Regions from separate parts of the Gossypium hirsutum genome. Here region 1 is linked to region 2. Evidence: chromatin contacts called from public Hi-C data. All regions are on one chromosome and are shown on one strand. The core of a region is the stretch at or near the end of the contact, and the rest is flanking DNA. Distances in the headings are between cores, read along the strand shown. Region 1 holds the start of LOC107945954 (heavy metal-associated isoprenylated plant protein 39). Region 2 holds the start of LOC107945658.

Region 1 (2,700 bases), core at 80-2,579, 220 kb after region 2:
ACTGTTAATTGCTTTGCTTTCATGTCCATGGCAATGGAATCAATTCCTATATATCATAGAAAAGAAACATTAATCACGAGGCCAGATCAAAAGAAAGAATAATATGATATGATATGACAAGTAATCATTTTACTATTGCTTTCACCTTGAGTTAAAAAACAAATCACTCTTATTCAGTAATCACATTAAAACCCTAATTTAACGCTGATTCATATCCCGAACCAAATCAACCAAGGTTTAAACTTTCAAAATCATACAAATACATAAAGCAGTCCCATCATTTTCCTTGTTTAATATTAAAAAAGAACATTTGGGCAGCAATCAACTAAATACTTAATTATAATCTTTTTTATATAAGAAAATTTCTTTATGCAGTGTCACATCAGTTAGTTTATGTTAAAAATCTCTGTTTTGTATAGAAATTGAATTAGGAAAATTATAGATTTTCACCACCAAATTTGATAAACTTCTCAAAAAAAGGGCCTCTAATAGAAAGAAAGAAAGAAAAAAGGGTAAAAACTTTTTACACATGTAGCAATTGTTACAAAGATTTCATGCTTTAAAATATATAAAGAAGTACCTGAAAGAGTTGAGACTGTTTTTAAAGCCTTTTGTTTGGCTTTATCATCATGCAAATCCAGCTTCAACACTACCTTCTGCAATAAAAAACAAGAGATCTGTTTCAGAATCATAATTAATAATTTTTTTTGTTCAAATTACAAGATGAACATGAAAAAAAATTGAAATCGGTCTATTTGATTCTTAGGAATCAGTATAAAAGAAGAATCAAAATTGAATCTAAGAACAAACCCGTCAACAAGATTCCCTCAGAATCAAAACCCAGAAAAGGAAAACAAATAATTAAAGTCATAAACAGAAAGAAAAAAAAATCCCAAAAGGAACCATACCTTCATTTCTGCTTACACCCTTCTCAAGGGAATTTGCAGAGATTTTAAATCCAAAAAGAAACCCAGAGAGGAATTGAGAGAATGTGTACAAAAAACAGAAAAAGAAAGATAAAAAGGCAAAGGGAAAATTGTGGAAGAGGAAGAGATTGGATTGAAGACGTAATGGGATGTTGCTTGGTTTTTCTGAAAAATATGGAAAGATTTTTGGACTGATTTAAAAAAAAAATTTAAAGTAGAGGAAAGAAAAGAAGAGAGAAAGAGAGAGCAGTGAATAATGAGACTAAAATGGAAGGGAGTGAAAACAAGTGGCCATGGATGAGAGAGTTTATAAGAGAGTGATGAAGGAAGATGATGATGAAGCATTGAAAAAAGCAGTAAAAAAACATGTATAATTTGTACAAGTCATCTCCGCGCTATTGAAAGTTGCGTTGTAACCATACCATTGCCTCGTCTTTTATTTATTTTTGAATTTATAATAATAATAATACTAATATTTAAGGTTCACTCTTTTTTCTATTTTTATTCTTGAAACGTTTTTTAATGGTTGTTATTAATATACTCAAACATATTTTCGATCCAATTTTTAATACAGTTCGATTAGTTTGTATCTGATAATATTTATTTTTTTTATGAGAATACTTAGGACTACCCGTAATTCCTATCTAACTCGTAGATAGGAGGATAATGCGCTTTAACGTATTCAGACTTATATTTTTTTATATTAACGATAATATTTGTACTAATCAAACTAAAACTCAATCCATAAAAAAATTTAAACAGAATTATATTACTTTCAAGCTTACGTCAGCTTATTAATTAAAATTTCATAAATAGCACAAATTTGACAACCGACATTTTTTCAATTTCGTAAGTGGATCATAATATTAATTATTGACGCCGGAAGTCAAAAAAGATATATTGGAATATTTGGCAAGCTATTATTTTTGTTTTTATTTTTATATTTATATTTTTAAATATATATTATTGCTGTAAAATAAAATTTCTAATTTTTTAAAGAGGAATAATTGTAGTTTTAATTATTGATATAAGTATAATATAAATCATAATGTTGTTGAAATCGTAACAATAGTTTGGATAAAGAATAATTCAATATACTGGGATTGATATCAGTTTTTAAGTAAATCTTTCAAAAATTAATTTATAAATTTGTAATAATTTAATTTAATTATTATTAGACTGATGGTCGAATTGGTCAAATTAAAAATCGATAACTTGATTATTAATCTGATTTTTAAAATGTTAAAATAATAATATTTCATTGAGTAAAATTAAAATTAATTCAATATAAAATGGACGAAAAATTAAAATATACCTAAAAAATATAACTCATTGAGTGTGCAGGTAATTTATGGAAGTGGATCCCACCCAGGTGTGTACAAAGATATTTATTTTACTGCGAAGGTGTGAATTTTTTTGTGCACCGCAGATTGTGGCGCGTGCAACTAACTTCTCGCTTTTGACATTGATAATTTCAATAACCGACTGCACGGAAAGTCGCCGATTTGGGCATTTCAGTGGGAGCGTGGCCCCCACCGGTCAAATTTCTACGTCCGCACACCTGCGGGTTTTCGCAATGAAGGCAGCTCATATTTTATTACATTTTTTTTATTAAATCATAACAATTATCTCATTAATTAAAACGGCATAGTTTCGTGCATTTTTTTATTCAGGAAAAAAATATTTGAAATTCATATTTATTTCATCAACATTTTTTTAGAATCTAATTATTTTTAGTTAAATAAATAACATGAAATTTTAAATTTAAATCCAA
Region 2 (2,700 bases), core at 106-2,605:
AATACTTGACTCGAATGGCTCGTGAATCTTATCAAATTTTTCATTTTAATATATATTTTAATATATGTTTTAAATATTTTTATATTATTAAATTGAGTCTTAATATATATTATTAACCCTAAGTTTAATTATCAAGTCTAGCTTAATAATATTTTGAGCCGAACTTGAGTTTTAAAATAGATGTTCAATTGAGTTCGAGCTTGGGGCGACACTAAGGTGGCTGGTAGGGGCTTTGACTACCTAAAATTTGAATTAGTACATGGTAAAATTACACCTTTCACTGAAATAATAAAATTTTAATTTAATTTTTTAAAATATTCAAAAGATATAAGTTATTAAAATAACAAAATGCATTTTAATTTTTATAAAAATATGAAATTTAATTCCTACTTCCAACAAATTTTTTACCTTCGTCCCTATTTCGAGCTTACTAGTATCGGAGCTCGACTCAACTTGTTTCACCCTTACTAATCACTAACGAGCCGAGCTATGTTGACTCTCAATTTCAAAATTCAAAATTTACAACGAAGCGATCTGATAGCTATTTTAATTGTAACTAAGAAGAAATTGACTAACATTTTGTCTCAATTTGAATTAAATTGACACTAGAGAAAGCGATTCAATGTATAACTTCATACTAAACAGTCTTAAGCTCTGTTTTTTAAAGATAATTTAAATTGATTACACATTTAATGAACTAAAAAGATGATGGAATTTTGGATTATATGAAAAGTATCGTTATTATAATATATAAAATTGAAAGAAAAACGTTTAATCATAAAAAAGATGAGTGGCGATGGCGAACAAAGCTTACTCTCAACGACGGCAAGAGCCTTCGATTCATCGGATTTTTCCTCAGCTGGCGGTGGAGCTACGGTTGTTTTCTTGGAATCAGCTTTGAGATCCTCCGCTACCGGCGTTGGAGCTTCCACTGCCGGCGTCGGAGCCACGGGCGTTTCAGCCGCAACCTCCTTCTTCGTTTCCTCCGCCATAATTAAAGCTTATAGGTGTACAATTTGTGAAAGGAAAAAGAAAAATGATAATAATTTGGTAATGGATAAGTCTAGAAAATTTTCAATTATCTCTATAATATTTAGTAACGTTAGCTTTAAATGATATAAATTCATTTAATATCAGTATGCAGTTTTATATACTGCACAAAGTGCGCAAATAGTGATCCATTTGCCGTTGATTTTGGATACTTATCTTCGATTTATTCCATCCAACGGTTGGTATGTTCTGAAAAGAGACAAATGTGTTGTAGAGTGTAAGTATAGGTGGGACTGAAGAAAAAAAAACGATATCCAGAAATAAAATTTTATTAGAATCCGTGGTCGGTTTCTTTCCTCCAAATCCAATGTTAGAGTTAATTTTACTGGTTGAGTTTTAATTTAGTTCGTATGGATATTATTGTTAATTTAAGAGGGCGTAAGTTCGGGTGTGTTGAAGTATGTTATCCTCTTATTTATGGGTTAGAGAGAGACATTGTGGCCAAAAAGAAAAAAGTTATAGTTAATTTTAATTTTTTTATGATTTAAAAATAAATATTTTAAAAAAGTATAAAATATTGTATTTTATATATTTTTTGTTATTTTGGGTTTTAATTTTTAAATTTTAATATTTTTTCTGTAAAAGAATTGACTAAATCGTTAAATTTTTAAGGATAATGATATGGTTGTTGGTGTGATAACCACTTATACTTCATAAAATTTTAAAAAGTTTACAAAAATTTATAATTTAAAAAAAATTCACATTATCAATGAAGTCTGTCACATGAGTTGTCACATTAAAACTGTTAAAATTTTAATAATTTTATTAATTTCTCGTTTAAAAAAATAATTTAACTAAATTTTAAAATCTACCATTAAATTGATCCGGGAAAGAGAATTAAAGCTAAAATGAAAGAAAAATAAACATAGAAATTAAATTTATCATTATATTTTTTATTTAAAAATTAACCATAAAAAATCTAAAATTAATATAAAAAAACTAATAAATTCGTGATGGTTTTTCTTTTTTAAATCTAAAAATTTAATTGAAGGGAAATAATTTTATGCCGACAGGTAAAGCGGTTAAAGTATGCCCCGTGTATGGGCAAGTGAGATACGACGACGTGGAGTGGATTTAAGGCATAAATGCTGGGAACTAACACCATGTCATGTAGTGACGGGAAAGAGTAGGGGCCCCACCACCAGCATTGATTGGTTTGACGATATTGAAAGGCTTTGCGCCGTTTGGGGAAAAAAACAGGGACCTGAAATTGATGAGCTGGCGTGAAGAATCCCAGGTGTGTCTTGTCGTTTTCCAACGGATTAATTTTGTCTTAAGAAAAAAAACAAAATCTTTTTATACCTTATTTATTAATCCGCAATCAATCTGGATAACCGGATTGATTTCGAAATTAGATCGATTTAATCGGTTAGATAAAAAATTTATTAGAGTACCAGTTAATAATAAGAGGTTAAGTTTGTAGACTCTCGATCAAATTAGAAAGTTAAATTGATTTTTTATGTTTTTAATTTTTTTAAATTTTTAATAATTTATTCAATTGAACTGATAAAATAAAAAATTAATGGTCAAATTTTTTATAGTTAGGAGACTAAAAAGAAATTTATTAATAATTGAGTGACTATTAGTGTAATTTACCCTAAATTTTATTCACATGTTTTTTTTAACACACTATATCCAAGCTGTCTATAT

The links. Hi-C and Micro-C count contacts between places; a contact is called where the count stands out from the background.
Region 1: a Hi-C map of leaf shows a contact between it and region 2, with 1.7 times the contacts expected there. The contact joins the promoter of LOC107945954 here to the promoter of LOC107945658 in region 2. A contact is called at or near these places in 2 of 34 Hi-C or Micro-C datasets (callus and leaf).

The regions. Positions count from the first base shown.
Region 1 is chrD12:40,068,274-40,070,973 of Gossypium_hirsutum_v2.1, forward strand. It overlaps LOC107945954 (heavy metal-associated isoprenylated plant protein 39), which reads right to left and starts at 1,330. Exons shown (of 3, transcript XM_016880126.2): 1 at 909-1,330; 2 at 581-656; 3 at 1-46. The coding sequence starts at 914.
Region 2 is chrD12:39,850,051-39,852,750 of Gossypium_hirsutum_v2.1, forward strand. LOC107945658 reads right to left here and starts at 1,356. Exons shown (of 5, transcript XM_016879738.2): 1 at 815-1,356. The coding sequence starts at 992.